2 separate regions of the Pelodiscus sinensis genome follow, and region 2 is linked to region 1. The links are chromatin contacts, called in public Hi-C maps. All regions are on one chromosome and are shown on one strand. Each heading gives the region's core, a stretch centred on a gene start, on an enhancer-like site or on the middle of the called end of the contact. The rest is flanking DNA. Distances are from core to core; before and after follow the strand shown.

Evidence for each region. Hi-C and Micro-C count contacts between places; a contact is called where the count stands out from the background.
Region 2: a Hi-C map of an unstated tissue shows a contact between it and region 1, with 8 times the contacts expected there. The contact joins the promoter of PIGC here to the promoter of PRRC2C in region 1. A contact is called at or near these places in 2 of 5 Hi-C or Micro-C datasets (blood and an unstated tissue).

What each region holds. Positions count from the first base shown.
Region 1 is chr9:63,982,944-63,987,848 of ASM4963464v1, forward strand. PRRC2C (proline rich coiled-coil 2C) reads left to right here and starts at 2,014. Exons shown (of 34, transcript XM_075937025.1): 1 at 2,014-2,148. LOC102459727 (dimethylaniline monooxygenase [N-oxide-forming] 4) reads left to right here. Exons shown (of 10, transcript XM_075937030.1): 10 at 1-64.
Region 2 is chr9:64,305,392-64,310,296 of ASM4963464v1, forward strand. PIGC (phosphatidylinositol glycan anchor biosynthesis class C) reads right to left here and starts at 2,834. Exons shown (of 2, transcript XM_075937058.1): 1 at 2,719-2,834; 2 at 292-1,807. The coding sequence starts at 1,677. The coding sequence ends at 784. It overlaps DNM3 (dynamin 3), which reads left to right. Exons shown (of 24, transcript XM_075937057.1): 21 at 3,736-3,892.

The sequences.
Region 1 (4,905 bases), core at 764-3,263:
TGCTACATTGTCCTGCATTTTGCTTCAACTACCCCAGACTAACACGGCTACATTTCTATCACTATTTTTAAACCAGGCTTCTGATTTATTTGAGGGCCCAACTGACAATTTTCAAATATTCTTGGTTGGCAGTTCTGTGTGTATGTAAATCCTGCAGTCGAGTGATTCAAGTAAAACACCAAACATGATGGGAATTTGTACAAGCTCTCGTCAGCAGTGCCAGCATCTCGCTTCATTTGCTGGCTCACTTAAAGCCACAACTCCTGGAAATGACTGTGAGAATTCCAGATTTCATTTGAAAATTTCCGTATGGCTTTGCCTGCCCACAATTCTTGCAGCGCTGTAGCTATAGCGGTTTAATTATGTATTTTATCTTGAGTTCAGTCCTGTGCTGTGTCCTCTAGGCCATTAAGACGATACAACTTCCTTGTTTGGGCTCGGCTATACCAGTACAGATTATTCCTGTGCAGGAAAGAAAATCCACTATACTTCTATAAGGCCCCTTAGCCACAGTTTTCTATAGTATTAATTTGGATGGGGGATGTGATTTTTTTTAAAAAGTATACAGTATATTCATACCAGTTACAGCTACTAGTGTGGAAGCTGTTATATTGCTGCTAAGTCTACACTGAAATTAGTTATCTATGGCTGATTCATGTCAGCTGACTCAGACGGGAAGGTCTTGGGATAAGGGGATGTTTAATCGTGCTGTAGACTTATCCACTCATGTTTCTGCCCTACCACTTGGACTTTTCCACCTACTTACCACCTCTCGGCAGTATTGTCTTCAAGTCGTCATTGTCAAGTCCAAATCGAGTCTCAAGTCACTACAGTTCAAGTCTCAAGTCGAGTCTCCAGTCCCGAAAGTCACTTTTGAGTCAAGTCCCAAGTCGAATCTCAAGTCTTAATTTAAAAAATGTCAAGTCACTTTTGTACAAGCCATCGATATTGGCATTTTCGGACAATTTTTTCACCAAGTCGATTTAATAAAATGAGAAAGTCTCAAGTCGAGTCTCAAGTCACAAATAATGAACCCAAGTTGAGTCTCAAGGCCCCTAGGTGACTGAAGTCGGACTCGAGTTCAAGTCGTGGGACTCGAGTCAACAACTCTGCCTCTCGGATCCTAGAACTCAGGCTTTAGCCCGAGCCTGAATGTCTGCACTGCAGTTAAAGAGCCCCTTAGCCCTAGCCTCATGAACCTGAGTCCACTGGCACGGGTAAGCCGTTGGTTTTCAATGGCAGAGGGCTTCGTTGCCAGCTCTCGTCCTTGCAGAGAAAAGCTTGGCAATGTCCTGAAGTGCATCTGACACACTCACAACACGGAAGGGAGGGGAGGGCCCACTGATGGTTTAAATTCTCACAGGGTGCGTCGAGACTGGCAAGATTTCGCGCAAAAGCCTGTCTATACTGGCCGCAAGAATTTGCGCAAGATTTTGTAGTGTACCAAATCAGTGCTTCTTGCTCAAATACTTTGATGGTCCCACTCAGGCTTAGCCCTCTTGCGCAAGAGGGCCAGTGTAGACAGGCAAGTTAATATCTTGCGCAAGAGAGCGTCTGTGCTGGCACGGATGCTTTTGCGCAAAAGATGCCTTATGCACAAAAGCATCCGTGCCAGTGTAAACGCTCTCTTGCGCAAATACTTTGAAGGGGAAAACTTTTCCGTTAAAAGTATTTGCGCGAAATCATGCCAGGCTAGAGGCAGCCACGATGGTTAAGGCACTCTCCTGATTTCCAGATCCTGGCTGGTGGCAGGCTGGCCTTACCCTGCCAAGGGGTGCTAGCCCAATCCAACACCCCCCCCCCCCCCCCGGGGCAGATTTATTACCCCCCGGCAGGGGCCAGAGGAGCCAGCAAGGCCAGGGCCCCAAAGCAGAGGCACAGCTGATCCTGCTCCCTCCGCCTCCCTGGCAGGCAGTTCCCGCAGGCTCCTGCAGGTGGCGCGCTCGCCTCGGCGGAGGGGAAGGAACCCGCCCGGCCTCACGCGGCCGGCGCTGCGTGGGCGCTGCGCGGTGACGTCAGACGCCGTTGGCGCCGGCTTGGCCGCCCGCCATCTTGGCCCCTGTGTGGAGGCGGTTCGCGCGGCGGCAGCAGCGGCCTCCCCGAGTCTCGCAGCCGGGCCCAGGCCGCAGCGCCGGCCCCGCAGCCCAGGTGAGGCGCCGCGGTGCGGGGCTGGGGGACGCGCGGCCCCGCCCGGGGGGTGCGACGCGGCCCGGCCCCGCCGCCCCTTCCCCCCGCGCCGGGCGGGGCCGGGGCCCGGAGCCGGTGGGAGCGGCGCTCGCGCGGCCTGCGCCGCATGGCCCGGGGCGGGGGGCGGCTCGGCCAGGGCCCCGCTTCCGCTCGGCGGGGGGAGGGAGCCGGCCCTGCCCGCCGCCTGTGGGGCTGAGCGCGCTCCCGGGGGCGGCCTCCTGCCCCACAGCGCCGCGCCGGGGGCAGTTGGGGGGGCAGAAGGGATCCTCCCCCAGCCCCACAGCGCCGCGCCGGGGGCAGTTTGGGGGGGGGCAGAAGGGATCCTCCCCCAGCCCCACAGCGCCGCGCCGGGGGCAGTTTGGGGGGGGGCAGAAGGGATCCTCCCACAGCGCCGCGCCGGGGGCAGTTGGGGGGGCAGAAGGGATCCTCCCCCCAGCCCCACAGCGCCGCGCCGGGGGCAGTTGGGGGGGCAGAAGGGATCCTCCCCCCAGCCCCACAGCGCCGCGCCGGGGGCAGTTGGGGGGGCAGAAGGGATCCTCCCCCCAGCCCCACAGCGCCGCGCCGGGGGCAGTTGGGGGGGCAGAAGGGAACCTTCCCCAGCCCCATAGCGCTGCTCCCCGGGTGCCGCGCAGCGGGGCCCTTTTTTTCCTTCCCCGTCTCGAGGCCGGCTTGGGTTGCGCCTGGATTTTCCTCCTCGCTCGGTGCCTCCCTGTCCAGAGGGATCGATTGGTTCCTGCTCCGTGCGGGCGCTGCCGCAGCATCTCCCCCTCGCCCCCAGCGGCGTGAATAGCCACGGGGGCGGGAGGCGCTTGGAGCAGGAGTGTTGCCTGGTGAAACGGGGCTCTTGGCTGCCGGGGGCATCAGATGGTCTTTCCTGCTCAATGCAGGTCAATTTCACGATCTCTCTCTTCTCACCCTAAAATATTTCAAGCTTCTCATCTTTTGCTAGCAGATGTGGAAAGGCATGGGCTATGCAGTTGATGTTAGCTTGTAGATGTATTTTTTATTTCAATTTTATGTTCGTATTGCAGGATACTCTCCTATTGTTTCCAAAAGTCCTGTGTCCAATAATGTCTAGGTTACGAGAAACTAACGTTTCTGTGCTTGTCATTAAAGCTGCAAGTCTTTCATGGAAGTGACAGATTCTGGGATCTCTGGTTTTTGTAGTGGCCAGTCCAGCTGACTTCAGGGCTACCTGGCAGTTGGACAGCATCCTAGGAGCAGCAGGGTTGGGAGCAGCAGCAGGGCTTATGGATGCTGCCTCCAGGAGGAGCAGGGGCCACAGATACATGCTTTCCCTTCCTTCCCCTTCCCCCCCTGCTTAATTAAGGGTGTTTTAAGTAAAAGTCATAGGCTGTGATTTTGTGTATTGCCTTGTTATTTACTTGTAACTCTTGAGATAAGAAAAACGTGAGCAGACATTGCAGGATTATTACATTGAGTTTCAGAACCAAGCTCACTAAAATCTTCTTTATGCCGCTGTTAACATCAGTAGGAGTGCTAGCTAGCGTGGCTGTGATTTAAGGAGGATGCTGGCATTTTAATATGGTGTTGTCTAGACCCGATGCTTGTCTACATTAAGCATTTGGGGAGCCACCACTGCAGGAAGCAATGGTTGGAAATTTTGGAGGCAAAGATTAATTGTAGACACAGCTCAACAGGTTTCCAAGGAAGCACAGCAGCTCTTTGCTGACTAATCAAGAGGAAGCATCTCTGTCTGTAGTCAGAAGCGCTGTCCTCTATTCATACTATTCCTGTGAGTGTTTCTCATTATTCCATTGCCTCCACCCAGCCTGTCCCAGAGGAGTCCAGACTTGAGTTTTTAAAAGTAACATACAAAGGGAAATCTAGATTTCTGAAGAAAGAGCAGAATGTATGCAAAAGGCCAAATGGGAACTTTTGGGTGGTAAGATGGGTTTTCTTTGTGTTTTTTGTATTGTTTGTGTGTTTGAAGATCTGTCCGATAATTATCTAACAATCTTTTGTTCTCAAATGTGTAATGGGAGTTTCACCCCTTAATTCAAAGGCTGTTCTTCCTCCCCAAGTGTTGTTTCAGCAATTGCGTCAAATAGATGATGACAGATGTTGATTACAAAGTTTTGACCAGTTAAACCAAAAAGTCCATTCTCCTCTCAGCAGTTTAGTATTCAGTCTCTTGTCTAGTGTGACATAATTTCACTTTTTCTTCAGTCTTCTATAGAGTTTCTGGTTAGGCAAGATGTGAACTTCTCATGGATTTTTTTTAAAATAAAACTTCCAGTCTACTTGATACATGGTAGAGAAGCACAAAAATAATATTATTGCCCTGGCAGGTCACCTTTAATGTGTGTGCTGTTAGAAGTTTGCCTGTTCAGTCTTTCTTCTTCTATTACAAAATTCACAGTAAAATGTGTCGTTTATCAAGCTTAATGTATGGGCATTATGGTACATTTGTCATTCAGTGTTGTTTTTAAGAAATTTGAACATTTTCAGCCCTTAGGACAGGGGAGGGGAACCTAAGGCCTGGGGACTGGATGTGGCCCCCAGGACTCGGGGCTCCCTCTTCCCCCCCACCCCCAGCATTGAGGGGCCTCTGCTGGTGTTCCAGCTCCTACACTGTCCTACTGTGGAGCTGGAGTGCACACAATCTACTAGCCTGGGCCCCCTTAGGCTCTGGTGTGGAAAGGGAATGTGGGGAGGGTCTTTCTCCTCAGTCAGGGGCCATGTCAGTGGGGGGGG
Region 2 (4,905 bases), core at 1,584-4,083, 320 kb after region 1:
GTTTCTGGACAGACCTTGGACCCCCCGGCTTTGAGGCTGCAGGGAGGCAGAGCCAGGGCGCTCTACTTGAGTGTCTCACTGGTTGATACAGTGACACACAGAAATCCCACGCAGCACTGGAATGGGAGCGCACACAGTGCGCCATCGGGTATCCTGCATTCCCTCCCAACACACCCACTTCTGCGCTAGCACCTGGGAGCACTAGGAAACAACAGCTCTGCCCCAGACCCCTCGCTCCATGAGCCACCCCCACCCGCTCCACAGAAGACAGACAGACAAAGGCAGGCGGGGTGAGGGATTGGGTGTTTTTAATCTCCAGGACGTCCAGCTGGCCAAGGAGATTTCCAAGGCTGCTTTCCACATACCCAGCAACTCCGGTGGGCCTCGGCGCCACCAGCGAACGTTGGCTACACCACTCCCTACGGTTACTACCAGTATTTCAGCTCCCCCAGCAGCAGCACCAATGGGGAGAAGATGCTTGTGGCCTACAGCTGGTATCAACAGCCATGGAGTCCTGAATAGAGGAGGCGGTGGATAAAATGGTGACATCTGACTGAATGGTGACCTCCACGCCTGGCACCGAGCGACACACACGTACCTGAGGGACCAAAGCTCCTAGTAAGAACCAAGCCCTTGGTGTCAGCCTGGGAGCAGAGGTTTAGTTACACCCCTGGAACCGTCTCTGTGATTCCGTCCGTGGCGTGTTGGCCGCATGGCAAAGCCTTTTACACCGGTAACAGCGATGGTGGTGGCCTGCTTGCCCGCTGGGAGGCCTGGACGCATCTACATGAGGAACTTGGAGAGGTCATCCTTGATTTCGGCTTCGTCCCACGGCCCGTGGATGTTGTCTTTGTGCAGCTGCAGCCGAAGGAGGCAGTAAGGGCACAGGAAGGAAATGGAGACCAGCAGCAGGGAGAAGAGAAGGGCAGCGACGCCAGAAAGGGTCAGCAGCCCGGCCAGCGCGGCCAGGGCGAAGAGCAGGGTCACCCCTACGTAGCAGCAGGGCGTCCGCGCTTTGAGTTTCTTCTGCAGCATGGGCCACAGGGCGAAGATCTGGATGGCGAAGGTGACCGTGGCGAAGGTGTGCAGGGCACGGGGCAGCCGGGAGGCCAGGCACACGGAGGCGAAGATGGCCATGTTGAGGGACAGCGTGCTGGAGACGATAGCGGCGTTGGCCCCGTAGTCGAAGAAGATGAGGTGCCCCAGGAGCATGAAGACCGACATGGCGTAAATGGTGTCCGTGCTGACCGACTCCGTCAGGGTCTTCAGCAGCGGGGAGAAGCCGTAGGTGAAAGCTATGAACACCAGGGTGCTCCTCAGGTCCGCCCAGCGGGTCCGTCCACTCGCCCGCCTGCCTGCCCCCAAGTCTATGACATCAAACAGGACGTAGCCAACGAGGGAAGAGGCCAGCCCCGCCCCGAACAGCCACTGTGGGGGCAGCAGCCCGTCGTCCATGTACCACCAGATGACGACGAAGACGCAGACGCTGCACAGCTGCTGGATCACTCCCCCCGTCTCAAACACCACCGCCCCGTACTGGTAGCGGCGGGCGTGGATGTTCTTCCGCAGCTCCTCCAGGAAGCGGTGGTCCACGTAGTTATCGGGGAAGGGCTGCCTCTCGTACAGCACCTTCTGCCAGCACCGCCCCGGGCTGGCTTCCACCTGCGCACAGACCATGCTGCCGGCCGCGGAGCCGGAACGGGCACAGCTTGTCCTCCAGGAGCGCGAAGCCGCAGGCTGCCGGGGGTCCCCTGCGCCGAGGGGGGCACCAGGGCGCCGCTTCGCTCGGGCACAGCCCCGCCGGCTCCTAGAAAGCAAGCACAGCGCAGCCCCCTCAGCGCGGGCAGAGCGCCGGGGCCGGGCTCGGGGACTCTGCCGCACTGCCCGGGGAGAGGGGGCAGCGGGGCAGGGAGCCGAGCCCCCACCCGGGGAGAGGGGGCAGCGGGGCCCAAGGAGCCGAGCCCCCCCCCCCCGGGGAGAGGGGGCAGCGGGGCCCGAGGAGCCGAGCCCCCCCCCCCCGGGGCGAGGGGGCAGCGGGGCCCGAGGAGCCGAGCCCCCCCCCCCGGGGCGAGGGGGCAGCGGGGCCCGAGGAGCCGAGCCCCCCCCCCCCCGGGGCGAGGGGGCGGCGGGGCCCGAGGAGCCGAGCCCCCCCCCCCCCGGGGGCGAGGGGGCGGCGGGGCCCGAGGAGCCGAGCCCCCCCCCCCCCCCGGGGGCGAGGGGGCGGCGGGGCCCGAGGAGCCGAGCCCCCCCCCCCCCCCCGGGGCGAGGGGGCGGCGGGGCCCGAGGAGCCGAGCCCCCCCCCCCCCGGGGCGAGGGGGCGGCGGGGCCCGAGGAGCCGAGCCCCCCCCCCCCCCGGGGCGAGGGGGCGGCGGGGCCCGAGGAGCCGAGCCCCCCCCCCCCCCCCCGGGGCGAGGGGGCGGCGGGGCCCGAGGAGCCGAGCCCCCCCCCCCCCGGGGCGAGGGGGCGGCGGGGCCCGAGGAGCCGAGCCCCCCCCCCCCGGGGCGGCGGGTCCTGCTGCGCCTGCACCGGGCCGATGGGACCCCGGGGGGGCTCGAGCCCCGCCCCCCCATTTCCTTCTCCGCCCCGTGACCCGCGGGCGAGGCGGGGGCTCTGGCCGGAGCCCGGGGGGGGGGTGCACGGATCGCGGCCGGTTCGGGGGGGGGGGGCAGGCCGGGGGGGGGGGGAGATCTGGGTTCCAGCCCCCCCTCCCCCCGGTACCTGGGCCCGGCCGGGCGGCTGCAGCGTCTCGCGGCCCCCGCGCCGGCGGCTCCGGGCTCCCCCTGGCGGCGGCCGCCGAGCGCTGTTCGGGCCGGGGGCGGGGTCGGGCACGTCAGAGCCGGGGCGGGGCTTGGGGAGTGGGCGGGGCGAGGGCGGGGCCTGGGCCCACGTGCCCCCAGCAGCTGGCAGAGCCCCTGGGCCGCTGGGCAGTTGGTTCCCGCGAGGCCCCCCAGACCCCCCCAGCCCCTTGGAGCCCAGCCCCCCCCAGCCCGGTCCCTTCCATCTCAGCAGCCCTGGGCTGGGGGAGCTGCGTTCCCCGATTCGGCAGGCCTGGGAGAACCGCCGGGCAGCCCAGTGCTGCCTGATGCAAGCCGGGGGCAGAACCTGCCGTACCCCAAGCAGCCTGCTCGCTGGCCAGCCCCCGTGCGCCCGAGCCATTCGTAGGCCCCGCGGGGGGGCTTGCGAGGCGTCAGTGGCCGCGGCTGCGAGTGGCGTACAGACAGCGGGCGCCGGGGCGCAGTGCCGGAGGGGCCGGCGGTTTGGGTCGCCGGCGCCGCAGTGACTGGGGACGAGCCGCTCTCCTTTCTTCCTAGGTGCCTGTTATAACTATCGACCGCATCCCAGACCCTGCCTCCACCTGGCAGCTCACCAAGGAGAGCAGCTTCGCGCATAGCCCAGGCAAGCCCCCGAGAAGGTAGCGTTCTCCGCTGGGTTTGCGGTGTGTGAGCTTGCTCTTAAAGTTAGTCACCACGTTTGCCACGGGAGGGCCTAGGGAGCGATGGGTCCTGCGTGTGCCAGGCAGTGGGGAGGCGGTTGGACGGACAGGGTGTAATCCCAGGGAGAGTCGGGGGGGAAGGGCCTGCTCTTTCCTGTGGCGTCTTAAGGCCGTCTTCTTTGCCACGAGCTGGCAGGGAAACGTGGGCCCGGAGGAGCGCCCGCTGCAATTCTGGCCGCCAAAAGGTCAGGGACCCCGGCTAGGCTACCAAGCCTCACTCTCGTTTCTGTCATTTCCAGAAGGGAGTCGTCCTTGGTGAAGAGCAGAAACCTGTGTGTAAGGGAAAGCTACAACGCCCTGGGATTCACATCCTGCCCCCCGGGAGCGCCCCCAAGCCGAACCAGCTCTCTGGCGACGTCTCCCTGCAGGCAGAGCTGTGCCTCTCGCAGGACCCAGCGGGTAAAAGCGCAATCTCGGCTGTCTCCCTGGGCCGCCGGGGAAAGCAGGCCCTCCAAGCGGGGGCGTGGGTTGGTTGTACAAAGCTCTAGCTCATCCCTAGCGTAAGGGGCAGCCCCACACCGCCAGGAGGGAGTCCCCCCCTGGAGTAACGGACGGACTCAGGCGTGAATGTGGCCTGTAGGGTTCTCCCATTTCTAAAGCCCAGGTGCTTATGACTGTCTCCATGTAGGTCTCTTTCCCTGCTGCCCTTCCCGCACGCTCACCTGCTTTTCACCCCCCGCCCTTGCGAGTGATGGGACAGGCGCCTCCTACACCTGCGGATGGATGAGATCATGGTGGGGCTCACCCTTAATTGGCCCCTGCCTGGCAGGCCAAGCTCAGGCGTGGCTGAGACTTCCCTGAATCACACCGGGGCTGACTCAGCTCTTCCCCCTGCAGGAGTGGGTGTGCCGGGCTGGGAGGCCCTCACCCCTTGCCAGAGTCCCCGACGTTCTGCTGCTTCCGGAGCATGGGCCCTCGCCGGCTGGCAGGACCTTGCTTGCCCGGGAGGCCACGCGGTAGAGGATACCGTGTGGATGAGCGCCCCGGCTCGACACGCCTGGCGGCACTGCAGCCTGCGCGTCACGCCGGGATCCCCCGTCCCGCACCAGACAAAGCCACGCTCGGCTGGGTCTCCATACCTGGCTGGGGACCAACCCACCCAACAGGGACAGTCCGCTTTGAAACCGGACCGGCGGCTTGCCCTGCTGTGTGCTCCACGCACCGTGGGTCTTTCCGATGAGCCCTGCTGCTGCGCTCTTTGAAATACCCCATTGCCCTCGGCCATCGGCCCCTTCCCCCACATGGCTGGGCTATGCCAGTTGTCCCCACCCCAGAAGTGGCTGCATTTCAGAGGTCTTGCGTGCACACCGGCTTTACAGTCTGACTGGTTTGGTCTCTCTCGCTCCTGCTGCTGTCCTGGCCAGGTTGTTGCTTTTCGGATTAGACTCAGATTGCCCGTCCTGGGGCAGGGA